Regions from separate parts of the Mus musculus genome. Here regions 2, 3, 4, 5, 6 and 7 are each linked to region 1. A link is a contact called in public promoter capture Hi-C data. All regions are on one chromosome and are shown on one strand. Each heading gives the region's core, a stretch centred on a gene start, on an enhancer-like site or on the middle of the called end of the contact. The rest is flanking DNA. Distances are from core to core; before and after follow the strand shown. Region 1 holds the start of Pmpca (peptidase (mitochondrial processing) alpha). Region 2 holds the start of Entpd8 (ectonucleoside triphosphate diphosphohydrolase 8). Region 3 holds the start of Ndor1 (NADPH dependent diflavin oxidoreductase 1). Region 4 holds the start of Anapc2 (anaphase promoting complex subunit 2). Region 5 holds the start of Man1b1 (mannosidase, alpha, class 1B, member 1). Region 6 holds the start of Brd3os (bromodomain containing 3, opposite strand). Region 7 holds the start of Uap1l1 (UDP-N-acteylglucosamine pyrophosphorylase 1-like 1).

Evidence for each region. Promoter capture Hi-C pulls out the DNA fragments that hold promoters and counts their contacts.
Region 2: a promoter capture Hi-C map of liver shows a contact between it and region 1, with 2.2 times the contacts expected there. The contact joins the promoter of Entpd8 here to the promoter of Pmpca in region 1. A contact is called at or near these places in 1 of 39 promoter capture datasets (liver) and 1 of 9 other capture datasets (adipose tissue).
Region 3: a promoter capture Hi-C map of liver shows a contact between it and region 1, with 2.2 times the contacts expected there. The contact joins the promoter of Ndor1 here to the promoter of Pmpca in region 1. A contact is called at or near these places in 4 of 39 promoter capture datasets (the SN4741 cell line, hippocampal neurons, liver and 1 more) and 2 of 115 datasets of contacts at active chromatin or transcription factors (large pre-B cells and pancreatic cancer cells).
Region 4: a contact with region 1 is called in a promoter capture Hi-C map of the C10 cell line, with 4 times the contacts expected there. The contact joins the promoter of Anapc2 here to the promoter of Pmpca in region 1. A contact is called at or near these places in 2 of 39 promoter capture datasets (the C10 cell line and liver) and 2 of 115 datasets of contacts at active chromatin or transcription factors (large pre-B cells and pancreatic cancer cells).
Region 5: a contact with region 1 is called in a promoter capture Hi-C map of liver, with 4 times the contacts expected there. The contact joins the promoter of Man1b1 here to the promoter of Pmpca in region 1. A contact is called at or near these places in 6 of 39 promoter capture datasets (the C10 cell line, the SN4741 cell line, hippocampal neurons and 2 more), 1 of 115 datasets of contacts at active chromatin or transcription factors (microglia) and 2 of 9 other capture datasets (liver and macrophages).
Region 6: a promoter capture Hi-C map of liver shows a contact between it and region 1, with 4 times the contacts expected there. The contact joins the promoter of Brd3os here to the promoter of Pmpca in region 1. A contact is called at or near these places in 9 of 39 promoter capture datasets (cranial neural crest, embryonic stem cells, frontonasal cranial neural crest and 5 more), 1 of 115 datasets of contacts at active chromatin or transcription factors (stem cell-derived neural progenitor cells) and 2 of 9 other capture datasets (adipose tissue and liver).
Region 7: a promoter capture Hi-C map of hematopoietic stem and progenitor cells shows a contact between it and region 1, with 2.7 times the contacts expected there. The contact joins the promoter of Uap1l1 here to the promoter of Pmpca in region 1. A contact is called at or near these places in 7 of 39 promoter capture datasets (the HPC-7 cell line, the SN4741 cell line, embryonic stem cells and 3 more), 2 of 484 Hi-C or Micro-C datasets (both in embryonic stem cells) and 1 of 115 datasets of contacts at active chromatin or transcription factors (pancreatic cancer cells).

Annotation. Positions count from the first base shown.
Region 1 is chr2:26,387,547-26,390,899 of GRCm38.p6, reverse strand. Pmpca (peptidase (mitochondrial processing) alpha) reads right to left here and starts at 1,552. Exons shown (of 13, transcript NM_173180.3): 1 at 1,468-1,552; 2 at 762-964; 3 at 590-669; 4 at 323-405. The coding sequence starts at 1,535. Entr1 (endosome associated trafficking regulator 1) reads left to right here and starts at 1,584. Exons shown (of 10, transcript NM_026563.3): 1 at 1,584-1,751; 2 at 1,835-1,984; 3 at 2,340-2,408; 4 at 3,229-3,344. The coding sequence starts at 1,682.
Region 2 is chr2:25,078,758-25,082,110 of GRCm38.p6, reverse strand. Entpd8 (ectonucleoside triphosphate diphosphohydrolase 8) reads right to left here and starts at 1,788. Exons shown (of 10, transcript NM_028093.1): 1 at 1,560-1,788; 2 at 164-305; 3 at 1-78. The coding sequence starts at 289.
Region 3 is chr2:25,253,723-25,257,075 of GRCm38.p6, reverse strand. Ndor1 (NADPH dependent diflavin oxidoreductase 1) reads left to right here and starts at 1,662. Exons shown (of 14, transcript NM_001082476.2): 1 at 1,662-1,859; 2 at 2,135-2,212. The coding sequence starts at 1,725. Tmem203 (transmembrane protein 203) reads right to left here and starts at 1,637. Exons shown (of 1, transcript NM_177344.3): 1 at 724-1,637. The coding sequence starts at 1,406. The coding sequence ends at 996.
Region 4 is chr2:25,270,647-25,273,999 of GRCm38.p6, reverse strand. It overlaps Anapc2 (anaphase promoting complex subunit 2), which reads right to left and starts at 1,534. Exons shown (of 13, transcript NM_175300.4): 1 at 1,323-1,534; 2 at 463-1,085; 3 at 68-200. The coding sequence starts at 1,484. It overlaps Ssna1 (SS nuclear autoantigen 1), which reads left to right and starts at 1,582. Exons shown (of 3, transcript NM_023464.2): 1 at 1,582-1,702; 2 at 1,872-2,071; 3 at 2,419-2,961. The coding sequence starts at 1,651. The coding sequence ends at 2,526.
Region 5 is chr2:25,331,090-25,334,442 of GRCm38.p6, reverse strand. It overlaps Man1b1 (mannosidase, alpha, class 1B, member 1), which reads right to left and starts at 1,700. Exons shown (of 13, transcript NM_001029983.2): 1 at 1,467-1,700; 2 at 900-1,008; 3 at 1-66. The coding sequence starts at 1,583. AA543186 (expressed sequence AA543186) reads left to right here and starts at 1,872. Exons shown (of 2, transcript NR_027448.1): 1 at 1,872-2,295.
Region 6 is chr2:27,440,656-27,444,008 of GRCm38.p6, reverse strand. It overlaps Brd3os (bromodomain containing 3, opposite strand), which reads right to left and starts at 1,573. Exons shown (of 2, transcript NM_001360791.1): 1 at 1,195-1,573; 2 at 1-1,081. The coding sequence starts at 626. The coding sequence ends at 372.
Region 7 is chr2:25,363,924-25,367,276 of GRCm38.p6, reverse strand. Uap1l1 (UDP-N-acteylglucosamine pyrophosphorylase 1-like 1) reads left to right here and starts at 1,614. Exons shown (of 9, transcript NM_001033293.3): 1 at 1,614-1,950; 2 at 2,192-2,396; 3 at 2,590-2,765; 4 at 3,004-3,176; 5 at 3,278-3,353. The coding sequence starts at 1,662.

The DNA of each region.
Region 1 (3,353 bases), core at 303-2,802:
GTTCTCCTCTCTTCACAGAGGAAGTCTCTCACTCAGGGCTTCCTAGGCCTGGACAAATAACCAGCTGGTCTAAATGAAGACTGGTTTCACATGGACACATGCCCAGCTTCAGATAGCCAGCAGCAGCCTGCCTGTTTAGCTTAGCATTCTTCCCAGGTAAAGGCCTGGACAATTAAAGGTCAAAGGATGTCAGAGAAGAAACTAGTATGGAATGCTTTCTGTCCCCAACATCAGGCATGCTGTGGATTTTCAGAGAGACTCTAAGAGACTCTGACCAAGGATGAGGAGGACATGATGAGGAGGACAGATGGACATGAAATACCTTGAGGTCTGGCAGTCACAGATACCACCATGTTTTTCCAGCGTAAGCAGGATTTCGTCTTTGCTGTCAAATCGAGCAGTGGACTATAAAAATAATTAAGCTTAAGTAAATAACCCAAAATCCATTAAGTGTACATTTGCTTTCAAACACACAAAATCATGTCAGAAGTCTTTTGTGAGCACCAACTTCATATTCAGATCCTTAACTAATACAAGTTCTTAAAAAGGAAAACTGAAAACTTATAAAAATTACAAATTAGACACTGACCGAAAATGCCAATTTTTCCAAAAAATGAGCTATTCCACTAAGATATTTCGCTTCATATCGTGATCCTGAATTAATAAGAACTGGTAATAAAAAGAAAATGGACAGGTTAAGCCAAATATTCAAAACATTTAATCAACAGAAAGTTTTCAAAACAATGGCCAATAGAACTTACTTCCTACGGTACAGAATTGTCCAAACTTATTTTGAGATGCCACACGAAGCCCATTGTCCAGAGTGGTAACTTTGGTTTCAAACTTTTCCTGTCCATCAACTGTTGCAAAAATAGGCTTGGGTACTCCAGGCAAGGGAGAAGAGAGGGGGATGTTGGGGTAGGTGGCACCACTGCTGAACCGTCTGTGTGCAGGAGATCCAAACCTACAGCAGAGCAGCAAAATATTTAGTCTTATTTTATGTCACGGATGTATGTTCATCACAGGCATGCCCGTTGTCCATGGAGGTCAGAAGAGGGCTTTGGATCCCCTGGATAGTGGAGTTATAGATAGATGGTTGTGAGCCACCAAATGGGCGCTGGTAGCCAAACCCAGGGGAAGCAGTCAGTAGGCCTAACTACTGAGCCATCTCTTCGACCCCGGTCTTTGGGGCTTCACTGTCCACTCTGATCAGCAGGCTGCGTGAGAAACGAGTTCCTGTGCATATGGGCCTGGGCAAGCCCGGCCCCTCAGGGCTTCGCTTTGGTCTAAAGGCTCCAGCCGAGGGACTCTGCCGACCACTCCCAACCAGGTTCCAGTCCCCAGCTCCTTCTCCAGGCCCAAGGCGCCTGTGCTCTGATCCAGAGGCCCATTCTTCTCTTCCAGTTCCCCCCGGTACCAACTCCCCCGAGTCCTCCCTTCCTCGCACCGAGACAGGCCTCGGCTCACCTGGGCCGCGCGCACAGCACCGCAGATCCCCGAAGCAGCCGCGCAGCCGCCCACACTGCCGTCGCCATCGCGCCGCCGCGCTTCTGCGGTCACTTCCGCTTCCGACCCCGCCCCGCGGCGTTCGGCGCTGGCTTCCGGCCCGCCGAGCCGGATGAGGCAGGGGCCGGCGACTGCCTTGCGGGCCATGGGGCCGCGGCCGGGTTAGGGCGCGGCGATGTCGGGCTACGCGCGGCGGCAGGGCGCGCCCCCTCTATCGCGGACGCGGAGCCTTGTGGTTCCCGACGGTGAGCGGCGCGCGGCTGGGGCAGGGCCGGGGGGCGCGGGCGGCGGCGGCCCGCGGTGAAGCCGCTCTCGTTGTCGCTTACAGCTCCTGCGTTCTATGAGCGCCGGTCTTGTCTCCCCCAGCTAGACTGTGAGCGCCCCCATGGCGGGGACCTGCACCCCCATCTCTTCGGCTTTCGGCCGACGTTTATGTGCTATGTGCCCAGCCCGGTGCTGGCTTCGGTAGGAGACACAGGTGAGAGTCGGTCGGGGCGCCGGCCACAGTGCGGAGCTGGGCAGCGCGGGGAGCCCTCCCCACAGCCCGCCCGCCCGCCTCAAGGCAGGAAGGTAGTGCCTGGTGGAGCTCGGAGGCCACTTAAGCCCACCGGCTTGGGCAAGGCCAGGGGCTGGACCTAGCGGGTCTGCGTTCCACCTGCAGCTGCTCTTAGAGCGCGCAGGGATGTGTAGTTTACCGCATCCAGCCTCAGAAGACAGCTTTCTAGTCCCAGACTCAGTGGGAGTCAGGCGTCTGCGGTCTTCACCTCCCTGGACAAACGCTGCAGTCATAAGGCTTGCTGTGATCACGGTGAGCTGACCATGTCTTTTTGCAGGTTTTGGCTATGGAAAGGGGAAATGTACTAACCAAGGTCCTTCGGGAGCCCCTGAGACGCGCTTTGGAGGTAGAGTAGCTCAGTGGGTCTTCTTTCCCTCTTAGACTCAGTGCCTGGCAGGGGTCTGGCCATGGGCTTTCAGGATGACAGGGTTTAAGGGGTATATACCTGGAGCCCAAAAGAGCAGTGGAGCCGGGCAGTGGTGGCGCACGCCTTTAATCCCAGCACTTGGGAGGCAGAGGTAGGCGGATTTCTGAGTTCGAGGTCAGCCTGGTCTACAGAGTGAGTTCCAGGACAGCCAGGGCTACACAGAGAAACCCTGTCTTGAAAAACCAAGAAAAAGAAAAAAGCGACATAAGATGTAGGTGTTATGAGACCCACATAAGCAACTGAGTCTGATAGGTGTGGAGGTAGAGGCTGGTCAACTAGGGTAGTTGGAGAGAAGGTCAGAGGAAGGGATGGCATAGAGCAGTTCCTGAGATGCACTGTGGCATCTCAGCAGCTTTGAATCGCCTACAGTAGCCTTCAGCCCACTGTGTTGTGTGTTTGTGTGTGCGCACAGGGGGTAGTATGTGTAGGGGGGTGGAGTGAAGTCAGCCTCAGCAACCTACAGGCTTTACTGGGGAACTGGGCATATGACTCAGAGGTAGATCAGTTACCTGAATGTGGGTGGACCCCTGGACTTGACCTTTGTTTGGCACAGCATTTTTTGTTTCTTTTAAAGTGGCAAGGGTTGTCTCAAGGAGGCCAAAGGGTGAGAGCCTGCATATTCTCTAACCTCTTTGGCAGCTCTCATGTTCTGTAATGTTCTTTGAGTTACAGTTGAAACGTGATGGTAACACAGGATGTTGGGCCCTTTCACAGTCTTCTGTGGTGTTCGTTTTTTCAGGTGACAAACTTGAAGACCTTGAAGAAGCCAATCCATTCTCCTTCAAAGAGTTTTTGAAAACCAAGAACCTCAGCCTGTCAAAAGAAGACACGACCACCAGCCGAATTTACCCAAAGGTACATCTG
Region 2 (3,353 bases), core at 539-3,038, 1.3 Mb after region 1:
GTCCTTCTCCTTGTTTGCTGGCCACTGGTACACAAACAGGGATGTGTGGGAGGAGCCGGCATCAAACACAATCCCAAACTAGGGATAATATGGAACCAGAAAGGTGTTGAGGCCAACATCCTGGTCACCCAGCCCAACATCCTCGTTAGGTCCCTGAGCAAACCTTGGTGTCTGCAGGCAAGAGAACATTGATTGCCTTCACCAGGATGAGGACGAGCATGGTGAGGCCAGAGGCTGCTGCAACTCCCAACAGAGCCATGAAGACCCGTTCCTTCCAGGAGAGTCCCATGGTGAGAGGGTCTGAGCTGCAAGGGTGAAGTGGACAGCAGTGGACACTCAGACTCCTGCTGTTCCAACTCCAGCCTTCTAGAGGAAGGGCCTTAACACGTTCCAACCTTCCTCAGATGTCAAATCTGGGACTCCTAGGTTAGATCAGTAGCCAGGACAGCCACAAACAAACAAACAAACAAACAAACAAACAAACAAAATGGCCAAGAACAGTTTCCAAAGTCTTATTGGGCAAGCCCAGTATTGTCACAGAGCCTGGGGGCCAGTACAGAGGGTACAGCCCAGTGGAGCCAAGATGGACATTTCTGGTGCCACTATCAAGGGCTAATGAAGCCCCATCTAGACCTCCTACGTAGGCATCACCCTTCCTCTCCCTCTGGACCCTTGCTCTCTTGATTCCCCATGAAGAGTCCCATGTCTGGACTGAACTCAGGACTTCAGAGTCTCCCAGTGCTGGACTTCTTTCTGGGAGCCTCAGAACCATGCTACATGGAATCCAGGGGCCAGGTGTGGGCCCCTCAAGAGGCCAGCTAGCATTCTATTCTTCTTAACAAAGACATCTGATTTTTCTTGAAATCCTAAACTTGGATTTCTCTAATGGAGATCTGAGAGATTTTAGCTGACCCCGGATGAACCTGGGCAGCTGACCATGGAATGCTATTCTCCACAGTACTCAAGACATCTATACCCGTATCTCCTCTGGAGCCCAGCAGGGATTCCGAGTCCTGACCTACCCAGCCTACCAATGTACAGAGAAGCCACTAGGCAGCTCCTGGTCAGCTCTGCTTCAGAACATACCTCACAGTGGCTGTTGTTACCTACTGAACTTGGCAAAGCCGGGGTGTTCCCTGAGAATCCAAGCACTTCGAAATTCTGTGACTTGGTATCTCATGGCATATCCCCCAAGAATGAAAATACTCCCAGTGTTTCAAGAATGGTAAACAGAGGTTAGGACTCCTAGGGACAGGCTAAATGGGGCACTAGCTCATCTGAAGTAAGGGAAACGGAGGAAAAAGGACAAATGACCTGCCCAGAGACTGAATTGTAACTCCAGCCAGCACCCCAAAGCACAGGGACAAGTGGGTCACAGGTAGTAACTAAGAAAACACAGACCGCACCTCAGGGGTGTCATACCTGAGACTGGGTTGTTATACAAAAAGCACAAGGCAGGCTCCCCTCACCCAGGACAGGCAGTCCCCTCACTCACCCAGGAAAGGCACTCCCCTACCAAAGCCAGCCCACAGACCAGGACAGCCCCTGAGGTCGCTCACCTGCACTGGGAGCCAACTTTCAAGGATAGCTTGAGGAAGTTCTGCTTCTGACCTGCACACCTGCTGTCCTCCACACCCCGTCTCCACCTACTTGAACCTGGGGCTGTGGTGGGAGGAGCAGGCTGCTCTCTAGCTGCTGCTCTGGCATCTACTAATTTTACTCTATCTCATTAATTCCAGGCTTACATCTTGCTCCTGTGGAGGGAGGAAGAGCAGCGTCCCTAGTTGTCAGGACGGACTTTGGAACTGACCTGGGGATGACAGAGAAGGCAGGACTAGGGACACCCTCCCGCTTACTGTGGACCTTGTCCTCTGCCCTTCTTACTTGGGCCAGGCCAGATGGAGTCAAGTAACAAGTGACTGAGCGTCCAGAGGCTACAGGGCTGGGTGCTGCAGAGCTGCAGAGCTGCAAATGTAGGTGAGTCAGAGAAAGTCACTTTTCTTTAGACCTGTTGGGATTTTAAAACATAAGGTACTGGATAAAGCTCGGTTAAATATAGGTAGAATTGTTTACCTAGCATGCAGGAAGTCCTATGTTCAAGCCGCGGCACCATAGGAAATCGATGTGGAGGTACCTGATGAAGTCCTAGCACTCAGGAGGCAGGAGGATCAGATGTTTTAGGTCATCCTATGAGTACAAAGCCAGCTTGTAGGGGAGACCTAGCCTCAAAAAAAAAAAAAAAATGGAGAAAATGGAGCTGGAGAGATGATAGTTCAGTGGGCAAAGAGCTTGCCATACAAGCATGAGGTCCTGAGTTCAGAGGCACGACACTGACATAAAAGCTAGGTATGGTGGCCCATGTCTGTAATCCCAGTGTTGTGGACAGGGTTGGGGGCAAAAGCTGGTGAATTTCGACATCTTCCTGGCTAACCAGTCTAGCTAAACTGCAGAGCTTCGGGTTCAGTGAAAGACTCAGTCTCAGATGGATGATAGTAGATAAATGGATAAATAGTAGATAGATAGGTAGATGAATAGATAGATATAGACAGATGATAGATAATATATAATAGAGACAAGATAAATATATGATAGATAGATAATAGATATATAGGAAATAGAGATAGAGATGATAGAGATGATAGATAGATAGATAGATAGATAGATAGATAGATAGATAGAAGACAGATAATAGATATAGACAGATAGACAGACAGATGGTGTTCTTTTAGGGTTTCTATTGCTGTGATAAAACATCATAACCAAAAATAACTTGGGGAAGAAAGGGCTTGTTTGGCTTACACTTCAAGGTAACAGTTCATCACTGAGGAAAGTTAGGGCAAGAACTCAAGCAGGACAGGAACTTGGAGGCAGGAGCTGATGCAGAGGCTGTGGAGAAGTGCTGCTTACTGGCTTGCTCTTTCTTCCCTGTTTGGCCTGCCTTCTTATACAACCCAGGGTCACCAGTGCAAGGGTGGCACCGCCCACAGTGAGCTGGGCACTTCCACATCAATCATTAATCCAGAAAATGTTCTACAAGCTTGCCTAGAGGCCAGTCTGGTGGGGACATTTTCTCAGTTGAGGTTTCCTCTCTCAAAATGACTCTGGCTTGTATCATATGGACATAAAAACTAGCCAGCACAATTAGCTCTGCTTCAGAGCAACCTCACAGTGAATGTTGCTGCCTTCTGGACTAGTCAAAGCCAGAGTGTTCCCTGAGCCTCCAAGCACTCTGAAATTCTGTGACTTTGTATCCTGTAGCATACCCCACAGGAATGAAGGCACTCCCTTCAATCCCGGGTTCATGCAATTGAGGATTCACTCACCTTCACCAATGGCCTCCTCTGACATCTCTT
Region 3 (3,353 bases), core at 413-2,912, 1.1 Mb after region 1:
AACTCAAAGACCGACCGTAAGCTAATAAATTTCAGCTGTAAATGTATCCACCGCCATGAGCATGTGAGCACCCGTTCCTAATGTCTATGCTTCCTTTTCTAGGTCTGTCTGTCTCAAGTGTATTAATGACGCCTGCCACAAGGTGGTGGGAAAGTCCGTGAAACTGCAATCGGGGGCTGGTGTGATGGCTCAGTGGTTAAGAGCACCGACTGCTCTTCTGAAGGTCCTGAGTTCAAATCCCAGCAACCGCATGGTGGCTCACATCCATCCGTAACAAAATCTGATGCCCTCTTCTGGAGTGTCTGAAGACAGCTACAGTGTACTTACATATAATAAATAAATAAATCTTTAAAAAAAAAAAAAAAAAAAAAAAAAAAAAAAAAAAAAAAAAAAAAAAAAAACTGCAATCGGTTGAGCCAGGAAATCAAGCAATGCCTTGAGACCAGAATTTTTTCTCAGATGGCAGATACCCACACAGGGCCCTATTCATGCCCTTTCTCAACAGTCTGCTTTCTCTTTGTCTTTGTGAGGTGGAATGAACAAAAGGCTAGTCTTTGGCAGAAAAGAGGAAAAGGGATGCCAGCCCTCTTTATCAATCGTATAAGTCTGCCCTGGACAGATGAAGGGACATGCTCTGAGGTCAGTGCTGCTGAGTGAACAAGCTGATTTATAAAGGGGGCACATCACCATGGGAAATACTCAGAGCCCAGCAGGATATTTTACTTATATGCAGTCTCCAAATGCTGGAAAAGTTCAGTATTGACTGGCAATTCAGAGCATGAATAACTGGAAATAAGTTTTAATAAACAAGACTTCACTTTTAAGCTTTGCTCGAGGAAACGATCTTATATATAAAGAAAACTGGACAGTAAACTGGGCACAAGCAAACACTGATTTCTGACCAAAGCTCCACCAGTGTGGCACCAAGTTGGGTCAGGACCGGGAGGTCCAGAACTCCAGCTGCGCAGTGCTCCATTTCCAGCCACTGCAAGAGGCTAGTTGACGCGACAAGCCCGGATCATGAGCAGCTGCAGGAGAATGAAGACCGGAGACGTGATCAGGCCGAACCAGAGCTCTCGAGTCTGCTCCACTAGCTTCTGGCACAGCAACATCTCAAAGACAAACTTGAGGCTAAGGACGGTGAGAACCCAGAAGAGGCGCAGCACAGCCAGTCGCTTCTCCCCATCTTGGAAGAGTCGAACGGAAACGATGGTGGTGAAGTAGGTACTGAGCCCGTCGGCGGCGAAAAAGGGCACAAAGACGTTCCACCAGGAGAGGCCCGGAGTCAAGCCATCCACTCGCAGTGCCAACAGTACGGAGAACACCAACAGGGCCAGCAGGTGCACGAATATCTCAAAGGTGGCGAAGCCCAGCCACTGCACCAGCTCCCGCAGCGAGAATAACATCGCGCCTGCTTAACACCGGCCACCGGTGCCCCGCACCGGGCTGTGACGTCTCCGACCGCAGACCTGGCGACCGCCTGCTGCCGCCGCTGCACACGGGAGGCAGCAAGCAGCCCAACCTGGCCTGGACGCCGGCCCTGGGGCTCTGCGACCCTGAGGACCCCAACCCCGGACCCGGAACCGGAGGCTAGCAGAAGCCCGTGGTGTCCAGATGCTATCCCCGCCCCTCCCCCCGCTGGCGCAGTTGAAACGCGTCATTTCCTGTTGACAGCGGAAGGGGGAAGTTGGTGAGGTGTGCGGTTCTGGCCGGCGTGTGCAGTAATGCAGGTTCCACAGCTCCTGGTGCTTTTCGGCAGCCAGACTGGTACAGCCCAGGACGAGGCGGAGAGGCTGGGCCGTGAGGCCCGGCGCCGGCGGCTAGGTTGCCGCGTGCAGGCTTTGGACTCTTACTCCGTGGTGAGGCTCGGGCGCTACGGCGGAGACCCTCCACCGGACTTCGCGCCCTCGGATGGAGGACGTTTGAGTGAGGCCCTTTGGGCCCAAGCGGATTCAGGGGAAAGGGAGGCACTAGGTTGAGGCCTGAGAAAGTAAAGCCTGGTAGCCAGTGGGAATAAGTGTCCAAACACTTTTACTCTGTTCCCCTAGGTGAAGGTGGTGGTGGGATGCGGTGCAGGGAGGGCACTGATCAAGGCTGCCAGAGACCTTACATCTACTTGTGTCTTGTCCTCGAGGCGAATCTCATTAGGGAGCCCCTGGTGATATTTGTTTGTGCGACCACAGGCCAAGGAGACCCTCCTGACAACATGAAGGTAAGGTTGGCCTAATGTGTACCCTCATCCTGTTTTCATTGCTGTATAAGAGTCCCAGCGTGCACAGAAATAGCTTCCCTTCAACGCGTGTTGAGTATGAGAGGTGCCTTTGAGAGAGATTCTTTTTGTAGATCCGAGGAGAGAAATAGCTCTTAAAACCACACCTGGTGCTAGGGAAAGTGCCAGATGTTCAGAGAGTAAAGGGGGTCCTGAAATCGTACACAACTCTTGGGAAGGAAGGAGCACACCTTTAATTCTAGCTCTTGGGAGGCAGGAGCAGATGGAGCTGGCCAGGGCTACATAGAACCTGTCTCTAAAATAAATTAATAAAAGGAGGGGCAGATGGTGGTGAGAAGCAACCTGTGTAAAGGGCAGAAAGTTGAGGATTCCCCAGCCATGAACTGTGCTGACAGAAAAGGGGTAGGAAGAAAGGTTCATTCAAAAATCCTGGATAGCTACAGTGAAATGTCCTATTAAGATGAAAGCTATAGGGACTATGGAATTGACACAGTGATGCTGTCAGTGTAGCAAGACCACCACCTATCTGAACATGGCAAGAATAATGCTAGGCAATAAATATATCCCCGTAAGCAGGAGGTGCACACGTGCCTTGAGCTGGGTGGTGGCCCAAGGCTGAATAAATCAGGCATATTCCAGAGAGCCCAAAAGGTAGACTCAGCAGGGTGTGTAATCAGAGGGATATAAAAGATGAGGGCAGAATCACAGCACAAGAACCCAAAGTAAAGCCGGGGGAGGTTGTGCACGCCTTTAATCCCAGCACTCGGGAGGCAGAGGCAGGCGGATTTCTGAGTTCGAGGCCAGCCTGTTCTACAAAGTGAGTTCCAGGACAGCCAGGGCTATACAGAGAAACCCTGTCTCAAAAAACAAAACAAAACAAACAAACAATTCAAAGTAATTCCACCTGTGGATTGAGAGGACCAGTTATGGCAGATGCCAGGAGGTACCTAGAGGAGCTGCAGTTAGCTGTGCAGGACTGGGAAGGTCCTGGCACAAGCATCATTGTTGAAGCACCCAAAATAAAACTGAAAAAACAGAGTCCCCTATCCCTCAGGCCTGCCATCTAGCATGGGCAGAGTCAGAAAGGAGGAGTTCCCCTTCCCAAGGTCAGTGATAGGGTGGG
Region 4 (3,353 bases), core at 285-2,784, 1.1 Mb after region 1:
GGTATCAGGTCTACCACAACTCCACTTTTGCCTTTAACAAGAAACAGACCAGAGAGGTGATTCTCACCTTGTGAAACTCACGCAAAAAAGAGCGCTCATACTCTCCTCGGCAGCGGTCTTCCATCCTTTCCCGGGTCACCTGATGCAGGGTGGTTGTCACGGCCTCAGCACAAACCCGCTCCAGCAGACTGAGCCTATGCCTAGAAAAGATCCCCGCTCATGGAGAACCCACAACACACATCTGTCCCTTACCTAGGAGGGCTCTCCCCATAAAGATACTGCACACACACCCTATGCCTATGTCCAGGACAGTATAAACGTGATGAACAATAATCCCTGGTTACAAGTATGGGCAAAAAAGACATCGCCAGTTAGTCTATAAGCTCTATTGAGAGGTCTTTTGAATTCAGGACTAATGAAGCTTGCAGAGAAACCGCAGCATGGTTAGGAAGCAGTACTCACAGGACCTGGCTCAGCTGGTTGAACTGCTCCAGTGCCTGCCGGCACCAGCACTGCTGCTTGTCACTGCCACATCCTGCGCACAGAGGACTCTGCAAAAGTCGGTAGTACCTGCGGCGGGCATACCGGCTATCTAGCTCACCCTCTAGTTCCGGGTCTGTGCCCCCTTCTCCTTTTCTCTTGCTCTGCATATAGACTCTCAAGAAACGACCATAGAGGCGCTGGACCATCTCCTGGAATGTCCTAGGGGTGGAAAAAAACAGGACTCCCCGCAACATAGTGTGAACTTTCTCCCGAAGCCCCTGAGCTCCAGCGCCCATCAGCAAGCCCAGACGAGTCCATTTCTCTAGGAGTTCTAGGCTATGCAGATAGGGATCCAAGCGGCTTTCCAGCAGACCGAACGCATCCAGGAGCAGCCCAAGGCACTGGGGCTCATCGACAGAGTTTTCTCGCAGAGCGATGGCATTCCAGAACTCCGTGGCAATATTGCCTTGAAGGTCGTTCTGCAGCACTTCCACGAACCACTCCTCCAGGACAGAGTGCAGACCGTGTCCCCTCAGAACCTCCACCGCTGCACGAAGCTCTTCCTCCTTTGGTGGGACTGCACCGCTGGTCCGGGAAGACGCCTGGAGCACGGAAAACCGTGAGCAGAGGGGCGGAATAGGGGTAAAGGGAGAGGAGGGGCATGGAAAAACCCAGCAACCGAAGAGCTGCCAGGGAACCAAACAAATCAGGTAGCTGAGGAAGGAGGCAAGCCCACTACAGGCAGGCCACGGAGCTGTGAGGCCCCAAGGGTGGACCCCCTAAAGTATGCAAAGTCGCGGGAAATCTGCACAGGCCCGACAACCTTTCCCCGGCCTCACCAGCCCCAGCGCGGCCGGCGGCACCAGACCGGTGCTCACAGTATTCCAGGCAACCAAGAGCTCCTGTCCAGGCCTAGAGTCGCAGTCATCGGAGGCAATAATTGTCGCCGCCGCCGCCGCCGCCGCCGCCGCCGCCGCCACCGCCACACCCTCGGCCTCCATCACTGTCCACAAAACAGACCCGCCCAGTAGAGCGCACGGTGATGACGCAAGCGCGGACCTGTGGCGCAGCCGTGACGTTCACCAGCCCGCGCGCTTTGTGGGCAGTGCGCAGGTGCGGACTTAGCTGTGCAGGCGGCGGTTGAGGCTTCCGGACGCGGTGCAGACCATGACCCAACAGGGCGCGGCGCTGCAGAACTACAACAACGAGTTGGTCAAGTGTGAGCGTCGGGCACTGAAGGCCGCGGGCCGGGGCCGGCCGACCCACTCGGGAGGCTGCGTGGACATGCCTCACGAGCCCCGCTCTGCGGCCTGCCCCTCTGTCATTGCTGGTTGGGGTCGGAAGCTCACGAGTCCCCACCCACAGCTCTGTCTTCCCACCCACCCTAGGCATCGAGGAGTTGTGTCAGAAGCGAGAGGAGCTGTGCCGGCAGATCCAGCAAGAGGAGGACGAAAAGCAGCGGCTACAGAATGAGGTGAGGCAGCTCACGGAGAAGTTGGCCCGCGTCAACGAGAACCTGGCGCGCAAGATCGCCTCTCGCAACGAGTTTGACCGGACCATCGCAGAAACCGAGGCCGCCTACCTCAAGGTGGGGCTCTCAGATGTCTGTTGTGAGTGCCTTACTACCATCTGAGGCTAGGTAGGGCCCATTGTGGTTCAGAGGCTGTAGGTGGAACAGTGGGCTGTCTGTGGGTTCCAAAAGTGAGCATTGGTGTATTGGACAGAGTACACGGTGTGGGCCTGAATTAACCCAGCCTGGCTTTGCAGGGTGGAAGAGCTCTGGGACAGGTGCAGAAGGGAGGATGGTTTTACTCCATAACCAGTTGGCTACAGCACAGATGACCAAATTGAGATTTCCATCCTCCATTATTAGAGCCTGAGGCAATGGGACCTTCCTACCAGAGAAATAACATCCTTTTATTTCTCTGGCCCCAGATCCTGGAGAGCTCTCAGACTCTGCTTAGTGTACTCAAAAGAGAAGCTGGGAACCTGACTAAAGCCACAGCTTCAGACCAGAAGAGTAGTGGAGGCAAGGACAGCTGACGAGTGCCTGTTTCAGCCGTGGCCTATGGCTGCTTAGTCCTCAACATGTCTGTCCTAAAGCATCTTTGTTCTTCGTGGCCTCAGATGTCTTTTATCTCTGGTGCCCAGAGGGGCAATTTCTGACCTCCACCTGCCTAGACAAGAAAAGCCCTAGGACAGTCCAATGGAAGAGGTGTTCCCAGCTCCGTACTCACATGTGCTGTGGGGACCCTGAGCAGCTCCATGAGGGGCCTCTCTCTGAAGCTCCTGAATCCCTTTGGGCTACCAGGAATGTCCTGGTCCTGGTCTGAGTACTGTGGGAGCCCCTCACTTTGTCTCCCCAGCCACTAGGGCCCCAGGCCAGACATGTTGAAGAAAGAATCTTGACTCCAGAACCAAAACCTTAGGGCCCATCCCCATGGCCTCTGGTGTTTCAATAAAGGTTGTTTTGCAAGATCTGTGTCTGCTAGCTACCATATATCCTGTTGGTAAGAAGACCTGCAGTTTTTCCCTTTCTTATCTTCAAAACACAAAATGCTGAAAGTACTCACCTCACACAGGTCAGCCCTAGCCCTTAACTCTCTTTGCAAAGGTGCTGGTGTTTTCCCCAAGTCCAGAACACAAACCACTTTTCTGTGAGGGGCTTTGCTCTACGATGGTGCTCAATACAGAACCTGGCTCAGAGATAGAGACAGGGACAGTAAGTTCTGTTTGGTCCAATCTGCTGCTGCTGCTGTTAGGACCCATCTTCCAACCACATGTGTTGCTTACTTACTATTTCCATGTGCCCTATGACCCAGCCCTTTGTCACAGCTTCTGGGGAAAGTTTGGAAGTATTTGGTGACCAA
Region 5 (3,353 bases), core at 451-2,950, 1.1 Mb after region 1:
GCGCTGGTAAGACAGGCAGGACTTCTTGCTTCATCTTCTCTACTTCTGCAGGTCTGCCACTCAGAGCTGTGGAAGCAAACCTTTTCACCTTAAGGCCCATTACAGGCTCCAGAACAGATGTCTAAACAGGTGCTATTTGTTTCAGGTAGTGAAACCTCCAAGAAGCACTGAACTCAAGAAGGCCCAGAGGAATCAAATCTGCTGTTAGTGTCATTGTATCTTGGAGAGAGTTTGTCTGTGGAGCCCTGGCTTTGTAAACCAGGCTGACCTCAAACTCAGAGTCACCTGCTTCTCCCTCCCAAGTGCTGGGATTAAAAGCGCCACCACCTCCCAGCTTGAGCAGGGTTTTATGTAGCCCAAGCTAGCCTCAACTCCTGATCCTCCTACCTCTATTTCCCAAGTGTGAAGACCACAGTCTTTTCCAGGCTGAATTCTTTTTCAAGCATTTGGCAGAGTGTGTCCTTAAACACAACATACAACAACCCCCTCAGCCCCGCAACATATCAATTTAATAGTGCCCAAACAGGCAGCTTGACTTGAGCAATCTGAAGCAATGTTTGGGTTTCCAACCTTAAAGCAGCCCAGAAGGAATCCTAGGATCCTCTCAGGATATCCACTGGTCCCAGGCAAACACACTGTACCACGTGGTAGGGACATGTGATTAGTGCTGATCTGCTGCTATAGACTGATGGGGAGGGGAGGGACAGCACTGTTGGCCCAAAGACCTACAGGGTCACCTGTACACCAGTTGGTCATACTGGGCTCCACATTTTCCCCTCTGCTGTATTTATTGCCAATCTGTCACCACATGCCTTGTGGTACTGTTTTATCTGGATTGCAATACTGTATCTGACCTCAGCCTGCATCTCCTCTGCTCGAGCACCACTGGTATTTCATACCTTTCCACTGGTCAGCCGTATGAAGAGAGTACAGGAATCCACAGAGAATCAGAAAGCCCAAGACGAAGAGAATCACATTCCGCTGTAGCCTCGAAAGCTGCTTCCATTTCTAAGAAAGAGCCGGGAAAATGACACTTGTCACAGATTCGGTTAAAAGAGCAATTCAGAGAGACCCTTATGTAAGGCTTGTCCTTACTTGAGGGCAGGTAAGTTCCCTCTCAGCAAAGTTTACATTGACAGAACAGTGCTAGAGGTGACAGAGCACACCATCCCATACATGGCACAAGATCTGTACACCATGTGTCCAGCTGCACGTGCACTGGAGAAAAACTCCTGAAATCCCCATGACTTGGCTCAGGCATCGTCGGACCATACGGGCTGTGCTCATTGCCCCCTCAGCTCAGGATCCCCAGGGCACCTGACATTAGGCAGGGGAAGCAACCACACCGAAACCCAAGCTGCGAGAACCAGACGCAGCACAGAAACTTCTGGACGCTGGAAGAGACACGAACGCTCCAGCTAGGTACTTCCCTCGGTAAGGCTTCCCCAGCCCGGACCCCGCCTCACCCTCCAGCATGAGCGCCGCCGCCGGCTCTTGCTGTTGTCGTAGCTCTCGCCCAGGCTCAGCGTCACCGAGATGAAGTCCCGGTGAGGCGCCGGCGGCGGCGCCGGCGGTGGGTACATAACTGCGAAGCCGGCCCAAAAGACCTCGCTTGCTGGAGGCGTCAGGAAGCCCAAGACTGAGAAAGACCGCGGGCTGCCATAACGAAGGCATCCACACCCCGCCCATCGCCCTAAACACCAGTGCGCACGCGCCGCGTCTTATCGGTCGTTGCGCAAGCTCAGAACCCTAGTCTAAGCACCGCGCCTGCGTACACCCTTGTGCTGGTATTTCCTGGCGGGTCACTGGCGTCACGATACCCGCCCCTGTGCCGTTGACGTTATTTCATCGCGTCCTTACGTCGCTGAATCGCGCGCATCCGCTCCATTGCAGGCGTCCTGCAGACTCCCTGTTGGGGGCGGACTGACTACGGTTTGGAGAAGTGTTCTTTGTTGCAGTTACGTCTGGCTTGAGTTGTGGACTATCACCCTTGCCGGAGTCCTGCGCTCGATCTCGGGGAGCGGGCATCACCCTGGCGCGCCTGGAGGTGAAACGCAAAACTCCTGACCGGAGGAAGGGACGGCCCTGCTGAGGCTGAGTCCTGGGGTGGCTCTGCGCCCTGAGGCCGCGGCCTGGCCTTTCTAGTCGCTCCGGCCTGGGAGCGACCCTTTCTGCGACCATTCCGCTCCTAGCCCTACCTACGTACTCGGCAACGGGTTTAAAACGACCTCACTTTTCCGTGCGCGTGGTTCCCTCGAGGAAAACATGCAAAACGACAAAACTGCCCACTGTCCGGTGGGTGAAACTGCTGCTTCCCAACTTACTTGTGGTATTTCTGAGCATTTGGAGAGTTCCCTACGTTGCGATCATTTAGTTTGAATCTCCTACAGAAGACCTACCTGATCCCGCGCCCCTTCCCTACATTTTTTTTTTTTTTTTTTTGTGGGGTTGGGGGAGGTTCGAGACAGGGTTTCTCTGTATAGCCCTGGCTGTCCTGGAACTCACTCTGTAGACCAGGCTGGCCTCAAACTCAGAAATCCGCCTGCCTCTGCCTCCCGAGTGCTGGGGTTAAAGGCGTTCGCCACCACACCCGGCCCCTTCCCTACTTTTAAGTCCTCACAGATCGCTATTACAATAGTGCTCTCAAATGTAGGTTTTCGGAACCATGGCAGATGGTGCAATGACTTTGAGGTCTGCATATCTTCCAAAATGAAGGCGGAGTTCTTGTTGGCTATTCACGCCAACTCAAGCCAGGTCTACACATTCCCACGTTCTGCTACTGCTTATGACCATGAGGTGGCAGTTGGCATACCAAAGGGCTAGTTAGAGCTCTACGTTAAAAAAAAAAATAAACCTTTGAGGGAAGAAATAGGAAGAGTTTGTTAGACCAAAACAAAATCTGGAGCTGAAAATCTTCCAATTCAAGCCAGGCAAGAATGATAAGCCACTGTGGGACAAATCCTTGTCCAAGTTCAGAATCTAGCGACATTGAAGGTCTTGAAGGGGTTGAAAGAGGAAAACCAAGTCAGCCACAGAGAGCAATGATGAAGTAACCTTGCCCTTCTCATAATTAAAGCAAAGCAACACCTGTCTGTGCCCATATACAGACTCTTAACACTGCAGAGGTAAGGAAGTTACATAGTTCCAAGCCAGCCTGGGCCCCAGAGTGAGTGAAGTCTTGTCTAACAGTACTCAAACAATGGGAAGCTATACCTTTAAGCACACAGAAATTCATTATAGGCCATATATAAGACCTAAAAGAAGTCGAAATAAATTTGGAAAGATTTTGGTCACATAACATATTTTTAGCCATATTTGGACTAGAAAAGTGAGAAATCAATAAATATTTGAAA
Region 6 (3,353 bases), core at 324-2,823, 1.1 Mb before region 1:
ACCTATATAAGAGGCCACATCTGGTGGCTAGTGTGGATGCTATCACAACGCAGTAATGTCACTACCAGCACTGCCCCCCTTTCACATGCCACTGCAGTGAGCTGACAGATCTGGGACCCTGCAAGAAGAGTCACCTCCTTACCCTGGACCTGATCCATTCTATATCAGGCAGCAGCTCACAGCAGGTGAGGGTCGGGGTGTGTGTCTCTCTTGCTTCCCTTTTGTTTGGAAGCATTTCCTGGGCTTGGGCAGTGAGAGGAGCATCTAGGTACCTGTTGTGCCCCTAATAAAGTGTTGGATGACATTCTTGGGTGTTGCGTTTTTATACCACGGCTTGATCTTCATGGCCATCAAGGGTCTTCTCCCTGGAATTACATGATTGAGCAAAACTTAGACTGGCCAGTGTCCCTAGAGACCCCAAGCTGGTTTTTGTCTCGAACTAAGATGGCCTCATTTCCATACTGGGAGTACCACATGCTGCGGCTTCTGCTCAGGTATGTACTAGGTGGTACAGACTCCAACTTCTGCTGCTCTTGTTGCCAAATGAGCAAGGACGTATCCCTGTACCGGAGGCGGGCATAGGATTCTGACAGGGCCTTTTCTGCCAGCGGGACTCGCCCACTCATCCCACAGGCCCAGCGTCCTGCACACCTGGCTTTCCTCCTAGGCCAGGAACAGCCGGCTGCTGTGCTTTGTAACTAGTTGGCCAACAACCTTGATGGCTGTTGGGTTTGGGAGTCCTTGTTCAACTTAATAGTGAAAGTAGGTAACTTAGACCTTCCATAGGCAAGATCCTCAGGAGGGCAGGAGAATCCAAGACACATCTCTGACCATTCAGGAGCCACGTGAGAGCCATTCCAGACAAAGTGCTCTAGTGTTGACAGTGACTCCACACCACTCCTGGGAAGCTTATCAGGTGTCCACTGCCGCTGCAATACTGCTGAGCTCAAAGAGATGTATCCAGGGTGTCTGCAGCAGGGGCTGGCCTGTCCACCCCGCTCAAAACACAATGGGGATGTGGACTAAGCGTTGGTTCAGGTCCTTTCTTCTAGCCAGTCTTCCACTCTTACCAAGGGTGACACTACAAAGGGAAGAAACTGTCGGAAGGGGAGGGGAGTCGGGGACAGGCCCAGCATGGGCCTCACCACCAGGAGCAGCCTCTATGGGCCAGAGTGTTCAAGCGAGGTTACTCACGGATGCAGCTTGCTGAGCTGAGCTGAGCGGAAGGATGAGGCGGATGGACAATCGCAGGTCCCTTAATAACCCACAGACGGTTGGCGGTCCCAGGGTCTCCTCTCCGCTGGTGAGAGAAGCGGTCCTCAGCTATGGAGTAGAGAGCTACTGGAAGGAGGAAGGATGCGAGCCCTACGCCCCAGCGGCCAGCAAAGTCACCGCTTGCCCGGATGCTCCAGCGAAGCAGACTTTGCCACCGGCGCTCGCGGACACGCGTGGGCCTGCTGACGCAAGGGATCCAGGTCCCGGGCAGAGCCAGGAGGCCGCGGCTACGTCTCCATGGCAGCGTCGCAGGCGTGGCGAGCCGAGCACCGAGGACCAGCCTGCAGACGGACACATCGATCATTCTGTGGGCGGGGCCAAAGACCTAGAGGGAGAGGAGGAGCGTCCAGAGGGCGGTGGGGAAGGAAAGGGGAAGGACTGGAGTGGGAGGGGGAGCTTGGAGAGAACTTAGGTTAGGGGGCGGAGAGAATAGGGGGAGGAGGAGATCCAGAGAAAAGGGAGAGGGGAGGAGCTTGAAGAGAGGAGGAGCCGGAGAAAGAGGCAGAGCGAGATCCAGGATAAGGAGAGAGTGGAGAGAGAGGAGGATCCCGAGAAATTTGGGAGTGTGTAGTGGGGGAAGAATCTAGGAGATGGGGAGGCTCTGGAGGGGGGAGCATGAAAGGAATGCTAGGAGAAGACAGAGCTAGGGAGGAGAGGATGAGGATTGAGAGGAGGAGCCTGAAGAGGCAGAGGAAGAAGAGGCGTTTGGGGGAAGCAGAGTGGGCATTGCAGAGTGGAGGGGGTGGTAAACACAAAGGGAGAAGCCAGGATAGAAAAGGAGCCTGGGGAAGACACTCTGGAGTCAGGACTGGGAGGGAGATGGGGCTAAGAGCTGGGGAGAAGAGCTTGGGGGCATTGTAAGGAGGAGCATGGAGGGTGAGGAGCGGCTAGGAAACCTGGAGGAGATGCTGAAGAGGGATTAGGAGTTAGCATTAGGCACCTTCCCAGTTCTCGATCCTAACATGGTTTCTGAGGTTTTCTTTCTTTCTTTCTTTCTTTCTTTCTTTCTTTCTTTCTTTCTTTCTTTCTTTCTTTCTTTCTTTCTTTCTCTCTCTCTCTCTCTCTCTCTCTCTCTCTCTCTCTCTCTCTCTCTCTCCCTCCCTCCCTCCCTCCCTCCCTCCCTCCCTCCCTCCGTCTCTCTCTTTCTTTCTTTCTTTTTTTGTTTTTTCGAGACAGAGTTTCTCTGTATAGCCCTGGCTGCCCTGGAACTCACTTTGTAGACCAGGCTGGCCTCGAACTCAGAAATCCACCTGCCTCTGCTTCCCACAGTGCTGGGATTAATTTTATGTTTGGGTTGGAGCTTTTGTGGTCTGGAGTTTGACGCCACGGCCTTGGGCATGTTAGGCAAGTGCTCTAAGGCTAAGCTTTGTCTTCAGTCCTTATTTTCTTTGTGCAGTTTCCTTCTCAGACCTATTGCTGTTATTATTGACATCCCACTCAGATGATGGGCACATTTGTTTTCAATTTATTTAATGTGGTGTGGGATGCATCATTTCAAAAGTAGCTGCGAAATTCCGCCATTCCACATACTGCTCATTTGAATTGTCCTAAAGCCCCAGGAAAATTCAGCATACACTCCTATTACACCCGACCAAACACTGTGACCCCGTGTCCATCATTTTTCTGCATAAGTTCTATTTTCACACTTTAGTCCGATGCCAGTTAAGAATATTGACATCAGTGGGTGTTGGAAAAGGAGCAGGGTGGGATGGTGGTGGCAGGAATTTTCGAGGCAGAGGCAGGCAGATCTCTGAGTTTGAGGCCAGCTTAGTCTAGTCAATGAGTTTCAGATCAACCAAGGCTACCTAGCAAGACCTTATCTCAAAAAGATAAGAGAGAGAAAAGAAAAAAGAATATTGACACCATGGACAGCCCCAAAACAAAACCAAAGTACAGAATACCATTTTGTTGTTGTTTTGTTTTGTTTTGTTTTGTTTTATTTTTCAAGATATGGTTTCTCAGTGTAACAGCCCTGACTGTCCTGGACTCGATTTGTCGATCAGGCTGTCCTCAAACTCACAGAGATCTGCCTGTCTCGTGCCTCCTGAGCACTGAGATTAAAGACATGTACCACCACT
Region 7 (3,353 bases), core at 365-2,864, 1.0 Mb after region 1:
TCGAACTCAGAAATCCTCCTGCCTCTGCCTCCCGAGTGCTGGGATTAAAGGCGTGCGCCACCACGCCCGGCGTAAATTTTTTTAAGACTTACTTATTTTATGTGTAAATACACTTCAGACACACCAGAAGAGGACATTGAATCCCATTACAGATGGTTGTGAGGAAGGGTAGGCAGTGCTCTTAACCACTAAACCGTCTTTCTAGCCCTGCTTTTATACTTTTTACAAGAGGTTTTATCTATACCAGGTGATGATGGTGCTCACCTTTAATCCCAACACTAGGAGGCAGAGGCAGGCAGATCTCTGAGTTTGAGGCCCATCTGGTCTACAGAATGAGTTTCAGGACAGCCAGGACTACACAGAGAAATCTCATCTCAAAAATAAAAAACAACACACACAAAACAACAACAACAAAAAGAAACAAGAGGTTTTATGAAAAAGCAAACTAAAGCAGTAAGGGGATGCAGAGCCAGTCTGGAACAACTGAGTTCCTAAAGGTAGGCAGGTGAGGGGAGGTGGGTGCAGGTTGAAGCTAGCCTGGGTCTGCCTGCTGCCCCCAGGCTAGCAGTGGGGGTTCTAGGTGAATGCTTACAGGGTCAAGCCGACTCCTCTCAGGCTCAGCTTCTAAGGAGAGAGGCTCCCAGGCCGCTGTCTTGCTTCTGGGTTGCTCAGAGGATTAGTCAGAAGAAAGAGAGACACTGACACATGACAGTCATCAGCCTATCGGGGATTGGAGGCTAGCTGCTTCCCAGAAGCACTTTTTCCAGAAGTAACTTTTCCCAGTTTCACAAAAGGCACTTTTAGCAAGTCAATTTCCACACACCAAAACCTTTTTTATCTGATCTAGGGGTTGTCTGAAGGAACCATCATCTAAGCAATTCTCAGCCATTCGAGACTTCCTGGTTTGTCAGGTATGTCTTGGGACTAAGTTACGCTAAGGCTACTTCAAAGCGTAAGTGCCATTACTCCGGAATTCATGCCACAAACAATGGCTCTGCAACAAGTCTGCTGCAGACAACCCTTCTGGCTGTGGACAGGGAGGAGGCTGGGTTATGTCTGGTCAGCCCAGTGCAGATACCTCAGACTTCTTTCTTCCCCGGGGCAAGGACAGAACAGTTTTTTTTTTTTTTTTTTTTTTTAAAGATTTATTTATTTATTTATATGTAAGTACACTGTAGCTGTCTTCAGACACTCCAGAAGAGGGAATCAGATCTCGTTACGGATGGTTGTGAGCCACCATGTGGTTGCTGGGATTTGAACTCTGGACCTTCGGAAGAGCAGTCAGGTGCTCTTACCCACTGAGCCATCTCACCAGCCCAGACAGAACAGTTTTATTCACGTGGTGGGAATTACTTAGGAGAGAAATGACTAGACCTTGGGGTACTAGGAAGGCCTGCTCTGGACCGTACACCTTGAATGCTGGGAGGCCAGATCCTAGGATTCAAGTCCGGAAACGCGCAGGGGAAACTGTATTAAAAGGGTTAAAGATGGGAGAAGCCAAAGAAGACAGAACAGCAGCCCAAGAGGAAAAAGGGGCGGGGTCCTGGGTGGAGGTGCCGCACCCTGGGCCCGCCCCCCTGGGATCTCAGCCCCCGGCCTGGTCTCGTGACATTGGTCAGAAAGTCACGAGTACAGGCTGAGGCGGCCGCTGCAGTTGCAGTATGGACTCGGAGAGGGATGTACGCGCACAGCTGCAGCGTGCGGGCCAGGACCATCTCCTGCGCTTCTATGCCGACCTGGCTCCGGAAGCCCGAGCCGCACTGCTAGCGGAGCTCGCCTCATTGGAGGCCGACGCGCTGCGTGAGCACTGCCAGCGCGCCGCAGCTGCGGGCGCGCTAGCTCCGGGTCCTCTGCCGGACCTGGCTGCGCGCCTGCAGCCCCTGCCCCCAGAACGCGTGGGCAGCGCGATCCGCTGTGACCAAGAGACACGCCTGCGGTGGGAAGAGGAAGGTAGGCAGCGCCGTGCCAGGCTGGGGTTGGGCAGGTCCGGCCCGTTGAGGCCGGAAGAGTTAGAGCCTATGGGCGGTGGGGGTAGTGGGGGCGGAGTGGAGGACACGGACTCGGGAAGTGCAGCGGAGAGTTATTTGCCTTGCAACTTCTTCCTCCTGTGCCTAGTAACCCCCGAAGTCGTGCTCACTTGTGGTTCTCCAAAGTGAAAGAGGCCTTATCTCACGATGCACCTCTCCTCCAGGTTTCCGACAGATTTCTCTGAACAAGGTAGCTGTCCTGCTGCTGGCGGGTGGGCAGGGCACTCGCCTGGGCGTCACATACCCAAAGGGCATGTATCAAGTTGGGCTGCCCAGCCAGAAGACCCTGTATCAACTGCAAGCAGAGCGGATCCGGCGTGTCCAACAGTTGGCTGACCAGCGACAGGGGACCCACTGCACTGTGCCCTGGTGTGTCCTCCATGCCAGCCTCCCAAAAAGACCACCCCTAAATTGACCCAGGCCTACCCCACACCAAGACCTTAGACCCAATCTTAGCACGGCCCTAGACAGAGCCCAGTACTTGCCATTACTGAACCCCTTCTAGACTTGCCAGATTGAGCTGGACTCCCCTGGAAGCAGCTCACTGCTAGGACATTTACAGGTACATCATGACCAGTGAGTTTACCCTGGGACCCACAATCAAGTTCTTCAAGGAGCATGACTTCTTCCACCTGGACCCCACTAACGTAGTGCTGTTCGAGCAGCGCATGCTACCTGCTGTGACCTTTGAGGGCAAGGCCATCCTGGAACGGAAAGACAAAGTTGCCATGGCCCCAGGTATGGCCCACACCTTGGATAGGAACAGGTTGCCCCACCTGGGCCACAGAGTACAGCTGTGGATCAGGAGGCCTGACTCCCAGGTAAGATGTACTCAGGCAGGCTATGTGGCCCTGGGCATGTGGCTCTGGCCAGTCTGGAGTCACAGGCTCTTGGTTTGTGCACCTGCAGCACTTACTAAACTGAGCAGGAGATCAGGCCACAGTCCATGGGTATCCTACTCCTTTCTCCTTTATAGATGGCAACGGGGGTTTGTACTGTGCACTGGCTGACCACCAGATCCTGGAGGACATGAAGCAGCGGGGTGTGGAGTTTGTGCATGTGTACTGCGTAGACAACATCTTGGTGCGGCTGGCTGACCCAGTCTTCATTGGCTTCTGTGTGCTTCAGGGAGCAGACTGTGGTGCTAAGGTGAGTCCCAGGCTTTCATTTTCCTTGGCACTTGGCTCTGCTCTTGCTAAATCCCGTCCCTCCTACTTCCGGCCCTCTAAGTCTATGCCCGGTGGCTGCAGGTGGTGGAGAAAGCATACCCTGAGGAGCCAGTGGGTGTGGTGTGCCAGGTGGATGGTGTCCCCCAGGTGGTGGAAT